Linked DNA regions of Columba livia: region 1 is linked to region 2. A link is a contact called in public Hi-C data. All regions are on one chromosome and are shown on one strand. The core of a region is the stretch at or near the end of the contact, and the rest is flanking DNA. Distances in the headings are between cores, read along the strand shown. Region 1 holds the start of PRSS35 (serine protease 35). Region 2 overlaps ME1 (malic enzyme 1).

What was found. Hi-C and Micro-C count contacts between places; a contact is called where the count stands out from the background.
Region 1: a contact with region 2 is called in a Hi-C map of liver, with 3 times the contacts expected there. The contact joins the promoter of PRSS35 here to the enhancer-like site in region 2. A contact is called at or near these places in 2 of 2 Hi-C or Micro-C datasets (crop and liver).

What each region holds. Positions count from the first base shown.
Region 1 is chr3:36,703,128-36,709,362 of bColLiv1.pat.W.v2, reverse strand. It overlaps PRSS35 (serine protease 35), which reads right to left and starts at 4,084. Exons shown (of 2, transcript XM_065056418.1): 1 at 3,506-4,084.
Region 2 is chr3:36,511,815-36,517,846 of bColLiv1.pat.W.v2, reverse strand. The region is part of intron 9 of ME1 (malic enzyme 1); the gene reads left to right. Among named protein-coding and RNA genes, the nearest start is that of PGM3, 23 kb to the right of the region's middle. Within about 2 kb of position 1,991, at least 1 of the 3 cell types and tissues checked has an H3K27ac peak away from gene starts, as active enhancers do.

The sequences.
Region 1 (6,235 bases), core at 2,835-5,334, 190 kb before region 2:
TACTGGTATAGCAGAAATGCACATATATAAACATTAACTTTAATATATGAAGTTACCTTCAAAGTATTGCTTTGGTTATTCTTCAATTAGTAATAAATTTGAAGAGAAATTATTATTAAATATCTATGGATAAATGATAAGGTGTCAAAATAAAGAAATACTGTTAGAGAGAACATAGGAATAGATTTTCTGGACTGACAAAAGGTCCACCTCAACTAAAATTGATGCAGAAAAGCTGGTTTAAATTTGCTTTGCTCTAACATAGCTGTTGAACAGCTACAAGGTATTAAGAAACCCAGATCTTCTGTCAGGCTCGAGAATGCCTTTTCTATGTTCTTTCCTAGAATACTCCTCCACTTCTCAAGCCTTCCTTGGGGTTTGGTCATTTGATATTTCTCTGTAGTTGAGTTTTGTGAGCCCTAAGGAAAGTTCATTCACTAACTGCTAGTTCATATAGAAAATCTTAGAGGTCCCTGGGTTGATATCATTCCACTGTGATGGCTGAACTCTTCCCAGATGGACCCATAAACTAACTTTTCTTTATACAGTGATTTTCTGCAAGCAAATGGGTGGAGTACTATGGCTTTCTTTAAAAAGGAAAAAAACAAAACTCATAACCCTCAATAGATGCGTTGGAGCCTCCCATTTGAAATACTATACTCAAGTGCTCTCTATTTACCCAAGCAGTCTTAGAAGCCAAGATTTTCATCAATCATAATGAACCACTTGTTGCTTGTAATGAACTAAATACATTTCAGAAGAACTGGAAGAAATCCAAGCCAAGGAATTTTATTAAAATGGTAATTCTCACTGCAGACCAGAGCAGTGGCCCTACTAGGCAGCTTTATCATTTACAGCCATGCACTTAAGCTCTGTTTACTAACCTGATCTCTGCTGTTTAAGCAAGGCCAACTTCAAGCACCAGCAATATCAGCAGTAGCCATGGCATATTTCAGGTTGCCAGCAAGGGGGAACACAGGAGTTTCTCTTGCCAGATAATGGGGACAGAAATGTGTAGAGGGCTGCAAAGACACCTTTGCAGGGTGAGAGAAATGGAGAGAAGATACAGTCTCCAGGGGAAGGAGGAAAGGCCCTGTGAGGGCTACAGGCTAGAAGCAAGAAAAACATATCAACATCTTACTCACACTTTCCACCATGCTGATTTCCACTCTTCCTCCACACCCTAAGCTGCTCTGCCCTCTCCTTTCTTTTGCTCCTTTCCCATAGAAATTTTGGGTTGGCTTACGGTAATTAGAACCCTTGAGCCAGCTCTGCCTTTATGGTAGGATGAATTGCTTCAGAGAAGACAGAATATGGAAACTAGAAAGTGAGAGAGAGATCCCCAGCCCCATGAGAATGTTGAAATTCTCCTTCCAGTTCCCAAACCCAGCTGTTAACAGTGAGGACTCCCTGTTCGTTGGCATTCCAGCTGCCAAACGTATGTATACAGTTAAAAGTATTTTCAGTTCTTCTCAATTCTTGCATCTAACATCAAATCTCTCTGCATTCGCAGGACAAAACCTACCCATGTCCTAACTTTTCAGGATGTCCTTCAAATATTTTGCCAGTGTGACCTATTTTAATCCACCAGAATGCATCTCAAATGCTCTGGGGAAGGCCTGTAGTTGAAGAGAACTAGAATGTTTCTCTTCAGGCTACCTCAGAGTGAATATACACGGCAGTGTAGTTCAGACAGAAGAAAAGTTGTGTCCAACTACCTGGCAGCATTTTGTCTTGGTCTGCTCAGTGTAGCCTCTGCTCTGGGGTTTGCTTTTTATTGTAGGAAAGTCAGAACATTTCAAACTAAGTTTACATAATTTTAAATGCAATTTTCAGTCCATAAAATATTAGAAGCTGCTACACTAACCACCTCCTTTAACTGCTTTTGGCCTTTTTCTTGAAGTGGCCTGAAAGTTGGAATTCATGGTTCTTCTCTGACAAAGGAAAACGGAGAAGAAATTTTGGAAATCACACACTCCTTAGAAGAAATCGTTACCCTAACCTTACCTGCCACTTCCCCCTTCACTCCTCCTGGTGTGCTCACTCTGTATATTGGTGCGTTGATTCCATCCTCTCCTCTGATTTACATAGAAAACCCCACAGCGACTGTTGGCTCTTACAACATTTAAGCAGTTTCAGTAGGCAGAAGAATAACTTAATTTTGCACGGCAGGCGTGGCAACTCATTTCTGAAATCACACACGCAGAGGGAAGCAAAGAAAGCGTGTGATGAATGGCAGTGGGGACAGTGGCTTCACCTCCGACGGGGCTTTCCCTTTCCCGGCCGACCCCGCCGCGGCCGCGGGGCGGCGCGCCCGGACAGCCGGTGGCCCGGCAACGGCGGCCGGAGCGGCTTCACCCTCTGCCTGCCGTCCCCTGGGTCCCGGGCTGGTCCCCGGCAGCCCCTGCTCCTCCCAGCCCTTCCCGCCGCCGGGCTCGTCCCTCCGCTCCTCCGGGTCGCGGGGAAGCGGCGGGGAGAGGCCGCGTCCCGGCCGCTGCTCCACCGCTGAGCGGCTCCGGCCGTCGAGCACGGCCAGACGGGGCAGCCCCCGGGAGGGGAGCGGGCGGGCACCAGTCAAGGACCAGCCCGAGGAACGACGGGGATACTTTGCCGGGATGGCCACTTTTCCACTGCCCGTTCCGTCACTGCCGGCTGCTCTTCTGGAGTGGCACGTTAAAGCCCAGGGTTCTCCTGAAACGGGCCGAGGATTGGGAGAGGACGGCTGTAACCCTACAGCTCTTGAGCCGCCCCCGGTCCTGCTTTCCGCAGCAAGCTCTGCTTTTCCGCGTCTGATCCAAAGGAGTTCCCTTTCTCCTAAGCCTGCAAGTTAAATACCTTGGCACAGCTTTTTTTTGCCATTCCAAGATAAATCTACTTCCAGCAGTGACGGATCTGGATGAAATTAGTGTCAATTGCAGAAGAGCGCGGGGCTGGTAGCGCGAATGCTGAGGGTATGAATCAGAAGTAAAGGAGAGGTTGTTTTGAAGGGTGAAGAGACTCCTTGCCTGCTCTCCGCAGAGGACACAGCACAGACACAAAACCCTGAAAGCCCAATAAATATGCCACTTGCTGCCATCCCGTTAGCCGTCTTGTGAAAGCAGCTTTTTTTAAAAAAAAAAAAAAAAAAAAGAAAAAAGAAAAAAAAAAGGACCAAATAAATGCGTCACGTTCTAGTCCTATCAAAAATATATCCATCAGGCTAAAGGGACAGCAGCTTTATACAAAACCCTCCAGCTGCCAAGCCCAAGGCACGGACATCGCTCAGCCACATATTCTTTTTAAAAACGACTACTGTAGTAAGAATGACATTGAAAAAAAAAAAAATCACCTTACGGAGGTTACCTTGGACCGCCCGGTCCCCGGCTCCGAGCTGCCCCGTCCACGGGCGGCCACCCTCAGCCCCCATCCCCAGCTCCCAGGCTTCCCACCGAGCGCTGCCACGATCAGGTCTCTCGGGCCAGCCTCTCCCCCCCAGGGCCGGCGTCGGGAAGAGTTTCTTTCATACCTGGCACCCCGCAGGACGAACGGAGGGGAAAGTGACCACAGCCCCGGGGCGCGGGCTCCCCGCTCCGCTCAGCGCCGCCCGCCCGCCGCCCAGCGCCCGCGGCTACTGAGGACGGGGCGGGGGGAGCAGCCAGGTCTTCACAGGCGGGGGAGGGGATGGAAAAAGGGAAAAAAAAAAAAAAAAAAAAAAAAGAAAAAGAAGGCGAGAGGGAGGAGGCCGGGAGGGCAAGAGGGGGAGGGCCGAGGAGGCAGATCCCGGTATCTTCTCGGATGGGAAGGGAAGACCGGGCTCTGCCTGCGGGGCGGGGAGGCGCATCGCCCCGGGAGAAGCGTCCTCCCGGCGCCGGGCGGAGAGCCGGGGTGACCGCGCCGGGACGGGGCGGGAGAGGCTGCCGGGCCGGGGGGGAAGGCGGAGACAAGCGGGGAGGCGGAGGGACCCCGTCCCGGGGGGAATGGCGGGAGGGCGCCGCACCGCTCCACCTGCGTGGGGCCGGGGCCGCCGGGCACGACGGGGCCGGGCGTCTGCGACGGCGGCAGCGAGGAGGGCTGCTCCTTCGCGACCTGCTGTGGGGCTCCGGGAGGAGGCGGGGAGCGGCTCCCGGCTCCTCAGGTGGCTCCTCGGGCCGGGATGGGTCTTGCGGCTGCGGGGGCTGCGGGGTGTGGGACTCTCCCAGCCCTCGGCATGCCCGCGCCTCCCTGTCCGCGTCCCTCAGGGGAGCCCCGGCCCCCGCCTCCCCGGCCCGCTCCTCTTGGGCGCTCCGCTCCTTCCTAGCCCCACTCCTCTCGGTCTCAGAGACCAAGTGAGAAGAGTATCCTTCTGGTCGTTACTACTCTTCATAATTCTTTTTCTGCCTTTCCCTTCCCTGGTGACCCTCTCGCCTCCTCTTCCAAGGCAGAAAGCTTTGGGTGGTAGTCTCTGCGCCACGGGTCAGCTCCTTGCACTACAACAAGGTCCTTGCTGAAGCGCTCCACTGCTTGCACAGATGAACGATGTGAAAAGCTCGTTCACTAAGCACTTTTGCAAGTGCTGAACCTAAGTCGTTTCAATGAGCTCATCTGCTGAAAACTCGTCTCATGCTAGATGAGGGCCCACTGATTTGCCAAAACTGGCAGGAAATTTGTGGCATTGCTAGAGATCAGACTGAGATCTCCAGAGTACCGTTCTGTTGTCTTAATCATAGGCATATGCTTCCTTTCAAAGACTTAACTTCTGAAATTTAGTGGAACCAATTATATAAATAGCTTGGAAATAAGGCTTTGGCCAGCAACTGCACCCTGCAGTTTGGTTTCAAAGGCTGAGGTTGAATTATTCAAAATGTTAATTTTTTTGCAGATTTTTTGGTTGTTATTTGTGTGTACAACTTAAAATCAAAGTGGAATAATAATTATTCATGTACCTGAGAAAACACGCTGAAGAATTCCCGGTTTAATTAACAAGGCAAGACAGAAATGAGTATAAGGTAGTTGACATTAATAAGCAATGTCTTGAATATATGAGCTTCCATACTGGGCCAGACCAAGGGCTTTGCTAGACCAAAATCTAATTGCATTAGTACAGGGTAAGGTCATGCAATAGTCTCCCCCAGCACTTTCCCTGTCACCAATATTTCAAACTCAGAGATTTTCTGAGGCGGAGGTATTTTATATGTCCTTAGTAACCTTCACATTTCTCCATCAAGCACCTGCCCGTTTTCCCTTAAACCTGCATAGATCTGTAGCACCTACAACCTGCTGTGGTGACAAGCTCCACAGGTCAACCACGTGCTGTGCAAAAACATGCCTCCTTTTGTTTATTTTCAACCTGTCTACGCTAGCACTGTTTGATGCTCACCAGTTCTTTATTGTATGCCTTGTAGCCCCTCTACCACCATGAAGGATTCCAGCAAAGTTAGCTGGAACCAGAACAGCGTCTGAAGGATGATGTGGCCAAACGCTTCTTGGCAGTGGCAAGTGGAAAACAAAGAGCAAGACCTACTTGCATTGGGCAGCTGTGTTGAGCAACAACTGAAGCTTATAAGGTTAAGACTGGACATTGTGAAAAAATTTCTTCACCAAAAGAATAATGCAACACTGGAACAAGCTGTCCCAACAGGTTGTGGAATCGACATCCTTGGTGGTTTCCAATGCACAGCTAAACAAAGCCACAGCTGACTGGATCTAATGTTGGCAGTAGTCCTGTTTCAAGTGGAAGGTTGGACTGGGTGACCTGCAGAGGTCCCTCTCAACCAGTACTTCTCTGATTCTTTACCTATGTGGAAGACGCAAGAAAAATACAGATTTCTGCAGCAGCAAAAATATATTATTTGTTTTGTTCTTTACTGATTTCCTAACATTTCCTAGTACTTTTTATTTTTTGACAGCTGTTGAGCATTAGGCTGATATTCCCAGGGAGCCATTTTCATAACTGCAGGACTCTCCTGAGAAGTAATGACCAGATCAGAACCTGACTTTTCATACCTTAAGTAAGGACCATTTTCCCCCTTGTGCACCACTTTGCATTTATCTACATTGAACCCCATCTACCATTTTATCGCTAAGTCACTCCCTTTCATAAACTGGTCTGCAGATCTTCAAGGTTGTCTCATCTTTATTAACCTAAATAACTTGATAGTCTAATCAGACTTTGTGACCCGACTACTCATTCCTTTTCTAGATCATTTATGAATACACAGAATTGTGAAGGGCACAGCAGATTGTTATCGGTAACCTATCATCCCTGCAAGAACCAATA
Region 2 (6,032 bases), core at 742-3,241:
TCCTCTACTTGAATATCCCTGGCAAACTGATTTGGAAAAGATCCTTACAACTAATTAACTGGCAATGGATGTGACCCCGATTAAAGTTCGTGGTTTGGTCAAAGCTGGTTACACACATAGTTCAATCTTTGCTTAGAGAATGATGGAAATAAAGGAGGACATCTGGGACTGATAGCAGCATGCCAGTGTCATATAGATGTGGTTGCTCCATTTACAGTCAGCAGAGCTCATATAATAAATGAAAGAGCCTTTAGAGTTCACAATCAAGTTTCTTAATATTGAACTGAATCCCATCATGATGGAATTTTCAAATTTTTTTTAGCAATAGTTGCTTAAAAAAAGTTTGGATTTCATTCTAGGTACTGGTTTAGGATGGTTTATAATGTTTGATACTAATTTTAATGTTAACTTGTGTATACAGCTTAACACTATGTCTACTTTTTCTGCTAACTTTTAATTATTTCTAGCTTTCTTTTTATCAAGTCAATTATTATCGTTACTTTTGTCCTTGATCAGTTAATTTATGGCTAACTGCAACTGGCTAGAACTTTCTGAGCCAAAAAACCACTTTGTGTCTTAGCAAAGATGCAGAGTCTTGGGTATCTCCGAGGCGCCACAATCACTTAAAGCAGTTTCTGCCTTGTTTAACTCCTGTACTCTCCCAGGGAAGCAATCCTTGTTTGCTTTGTCAATTAATCTGTGCAGTTTCATCTTGCGTCTATCTTGTTCTATGTGAAGTATAAGTTTTGCGGAAAGGAAACACATTAATTCGTCTTTGATCCCTTGTGGTATTATTCATACTCAATTGGTAATATATGAAAACAAGTGAGGACAAGGCAAAATGGTGATTAGTGGGGTGTGTTCTAGTAATATCCACATTATTTTCTCTAAAAAAGACACCACCAAAAATCTGAGTATTAAATTAGTTACCATGTAACTGTTTCCTCTTTGACACTGTGTACATTAGATGTACTGATGAGATGGTGAACTAATTTGGATGGTTTATGATTTCCTAATTTGGATGGTTTATGATTTCTTTTGCTCATGCTTTATTATTGAAATGAATTATTGTTTTGCTCCATTTTGTTTTCATTGCTCTGTAGGTTCTTGACTTTCTCTGCTTCTCAGATCTTCTTGAAATCATTGTCTTTATAAACTTTTTCCTGCCTGTTACCCATGTGTACTTGTTTACATGGAATGTGTATTTTGTATACTTTGCACGGCTTACATAAACAGCCTTAATCTTCTAACAATGTGTCTTTAGGTCAACACCAGAACTACATTTCTCACCTAAATTGTGTATTTTACTGCCAACAGATGACATTATCTCCTCGAATTGTGTTGGCAACAAACTATTTATTAACTCCATGTCCAAGTTGCCTTGTCTGGTTTTAATTTGCTGTCTTCAGGTGCTTTAGATGTTAGGTGATGGGCCTGATCAGGAGGCACAGTCACTTCACAATTAGGGACTCCATGTGGGGATTTGAGAGGGACACATGTTTCTGCTTTTTAGTCCCTAAACGAGGCCACACAGGAGTGCCTGTCACCTGCAAGCCCTTGGCTTTCAGTAGCCCCTGACCAGTGAGTCCGTATCCATACCTCCACCTACTTCTTTGGCATTTTGCGACTCCTGGTAAGCAGTACTCTCCTGGAGTTCTGTTTAGGGAGAGTGGTCTGGCTGGTCCCCTCCTTGTACCCTCTCTGTGCCTCTCCCATCCCTTCCCTTCCATATTTCTGGAGGTTTCCCCAGAGAGGTCCCTCAGCTTGTAGTGCCGACTCCAGTCCCTGCCTAGAGCCCTCTAGTTGGTTCACCAACAAGCTTTAGACCATGGTTGTACTTGTGATGAAAGAGATAAGCAGCCATGTAGAGATCATCTCCCAACAGGGAGATGTTCCACCACCTTCTCCCATGACTCTTAACCACATCCTTCTTTCCCCCTGCTTCTTCCTTGGTGCTTTAGCTACTGCCTTTTTTTGTTTATTTTGCTCTTAACTCTGCAATAGGGAACTCACAGGGAAAATGCAAGTAAACCCAAAACATTTGCGGTTGGAAATACTCTACTTACTAATGGGCTGCTTTGCTCTTTGGTCTACAGTTCTCATGTCTTTTGTGGTTCTCACGTCTTCAGTATTTGAGAACCTCAGATGAATTTATTAATCTGTGTACTGATCTTCGTTCTCTTGTTTAAATAAGCCACAGTTGACACAGCCCAGCGGAGGCAAGTGTTTATATAAATAGATTTGCGTCTCCCTGGTTGTGAGATGGGACAAATGCCAGCGCCGCCTCTGATGTGGGACAGTGCAGCCCTCAGGGTGCTGGGGCTGGTTCTCAGCTGCTTCCCAGCTGATGGAAAGAGCAAATTCTGGAGATCTTCCAGCCCTGCCATGAAGCTGCTCTGCTTTCCAGCCCTGCTTCGCGGGGCAGCCGCGGCAGGACCAGCTCAAACAGGCCGTGGCATTAGGCTTCGCATTGGTGGGTTTTGTAAGATCTGCCTCCTGTTCTGTCATACGCCATGTAGATGTCTGCTGTGCAGTCTGGCCTTCTGTTTTTACAGCTGTTTTCTATGAGTTTTCTCAGGGTTTTATTGATGGGCCATTTTTGTTTGTTATCTGAGCTTCAACTTGGTTCCCTAATATGATGGTGTGAGTAACTTTCTGTGGAAATGGTGATGTTAATTTGCTTGAAGCCCAGTCTCAGTATTTCTTTTGCTTCTTGAGCTGTTGATCAGCCACTAAAACAAACAAACAAAAAATAATTAAAAAATCCTTAGACTAAGAACTGCTTTCAGTTCAAATCCAAAATAGAGTAGGTTCTTCATAAAACTGTTAACTACTGAGTCCTGTTACTTCATTTAGCTCCTTGAATTAAAATGTCCTGGTGTCCAAGTGACTATATCTTTCTACTGGTAATAGTAATATATAATACCAACACCCTCATACCCATTAGGGAGTATAGCTGGTTTAGGATTGCCAAGATCTTTCATACATAATGTCACCATCAGAGAATGCTGCTATTGTTTCTTCATCTCCGTACTTCATCTGCTGACTTAACACAGTCCACATTGTAACTCATTTGCTAATAAAGAATTTAGCTCGTATTACTTGCCATCTGAGATACCACGGTGTCTTCTAATATAGCAACATATCTGTTTTCAGGTTGCTTTGTTCTCTTTTGTTCAAATTCAAAATATCCCATAGGCCTCTTGATACAAAATGACACTGTGATAGAGCCAATATTTTTCCCTTGCCTGAAGTAACTTCTGACATTTTCATTTAGTCTTTGGACTTAAGATTTATTTGGGTTTTTTGAGTGTTTTTAACATTCTTCAGCATTCTAGTGAAGGTGTGTTGTACAGTTTATCCAGGCAGCCTGAGCAGGCATTAAGGATGCTGTGCTTGTCTTCCTGGTATTTTAGTATTTAGTTTGGGTTTTTTTTTTAATGAGGTAAACTTCTTACAATGCCCCTAGCAAATTACCTGTTCTATGAAAGATAAGGAAATAATATAAGAATACATAGCATTGCAAGAAGTTGTATAAAATGAAATTTGGTGCTTTTAAAATTTGTTTTGAATGTGAGAATCCATTTAGGAAGTTAAAGCAAGAAGGAAATGTAGCTTCTTTTCCTAAATTTACCATCCTCCTTCTATTTAAAGAATTTGTGTGTTCGTGTCTCCCCCTCTGAATATCTGCACAGGTGTCACAGGGAGCCTGTTAGTTCATCTGTGTATCCAGTGTGAAAGTCTTTCCTTTTGGATCTAGGGAGTGTCACTTGATGGATGAAAGAGGCTTGTTACATATCATAGAAAACACACTATGACAACTTAAGGCAGCTGCTCTCTGGCCTAGATGAGTCTTCATACTGCTGTTTGAATAGTGGTGCAATAAAATCCTTTGATAGGAACCCCTGGAAAAATTCCTCCCCTGCATGGCAGGCACTGGTGTCCTTCAGTGAAACAGTGAGACTCTATTGAGGCTTGTGTACTGAAAGGGGCACGTCTCTAGATTGCTTATTTTTCTGAGCTCTTTTCACTGAATGAACGATTTTTAAATAATGCTAGCAGAGCAAGGCAGTGGACTTAGAATACAAGCAGAATGTGGCTGGAGATGATGTTTTGACTTAAAAGACTGAGAGTTTCATACACGGAACCCCAGAGCTCATTCAAATATACAGTATTTTAAATTTTGCCTTTTCTTATTTAGAAGAAGGAGGGAAATATGAGTGAGCTGTATGCTGTGTTAGTATCTCAGGGTTCTGAAGACACCAGCAGACCAGAGCAGTTTCTGATTGACGCTGCCTTGCGATGATCCTCGGCAGCCCGCTTCCCAGCAGCAGATAGACAGAGCACAGCAGCTCGTGGAGCCAGGGCTGCAAATGGAAATATCAGAAGTCGGGCTCAGCGCTTCTGGAAGATCTTTTAGTCAGAGCAGCTCTGGACTGACAGGTCTGACCGCTTTGCATCTCTCCAGCATCAGGAGGGAGACAAGACAGAAAACCACACCAGTCCAGAATTGAGACTTGTGCGTTTTGGCTCCACCCTTTTCCCTCTGTGAGTTCTCATTCCGGCTGTGGGCGCTCAGGGCGGACATCTGGAAGCTCGTACTAAATGGACTGGCAACCCCTTAGTTTGAGGTTGAGCATGGACAAAACTCGATTGCCTCTTCCTTCCTGCAAGTTGTCCTGTTGGCAGGGCCAGGAGGGAAGCGAGCTGTGCCCCTGCTGCCACCTCACTACTTTGTGGAGAGCAGAACTTAACAATTTGCCAGTCTGGGGAGAAAAAAATACTATCTAGAGCACTGTCCTCTAAACTGTTGGAGTTTTGTAACCATATCAACTGGCTGATATTGAAATCTCAGACACAGTTTTTAGGGAGATGTTATGTAGCTCCTTTAGGATAACTGAATTAACAAATAAAATAATCTATTTAAAATATACATATTTTAAAAACCCTAACTGTAGGATTTCTTTTACAGGCACTTTCCAATCAAAAATCTCTATGTACATAGCTGTTGTTATTTTTGCTAAGCCACAGAATTTAATACTTCATACTTAGTTAATATACAAGAAAAATATTTACTTGGAGACGTGATTCATTCTGACTAATGGGATCAAGGTAATTCAGACCAAAGCTGAATAAAGAAATACATTTTAAATGGTTTCAGGTTTGGTTTTGGGGTTTGATTTTGTTGTTGTTTGTTTTGGTTTGGTTGGTTTGGGGTTTGTTGTTTGTTTGTTTGTTTGTTTTTTAGAATTGTAGAATGTCCTGTGTGAAATTAAGATAGGAGAGAAGTGAATCTGACCTAAGCTGACACATCTGGCTAGCGCTAGTCTCACCAGCCAATAGCCCGCAAAGGGTTGCAGTGGATCACATCCAGCTTACTATTTGATTACTCCTTTATAGCTAATTTAATGAGATATCATCATATATGTCAGTAGGAAATGGAGCTTTGAATTCTTGATCTTGCATCAATAAGTGTTTTAACAGCATTGCCATTATCTTAATTTTAAAATGTTGAAGCACCTTTCTGAAAGCTGATCAGGTACTCTATAAATAAGTAACTCTGTTTCATGCAGGATTCTGGTTATTTGCTTTGATTAAAAATTAAATGAATAGCAACATTTTTCTCTACTAAGATGTCAGCCTGACCTCTTAGCTGTTACGCACTGTGGAAAAAATTGGAAGTCACCTTTCCTGACAGATCTGCCCAGATTTGTAGGTGCTGGAGGCGCTCAGGGCTACCAGCCTGCCACAGCCAGAAGAATTAGCTGGTCATAGCTCTCCGAGGTGATTTCTTCATTCTTGGTAGTCCAGGTCAGTTTTCTGGAGGCTGGATTTCAATACCTGGTGGAAAACTGGCTTGCTTGCTAGCAGCCTGATAAGCTACTAAGGAACCACCTAAAGAAGCAGCGTGAGATGGGATGGTGGCCCATGGCACCATTCTTGGCACTCCAGGAAACCCACCTCCACGTCAGATTAGAATTAAAAGTGGCTTTTATGGTAGTATTTTGAGTTATTCCTAGCAACAAGCTTTT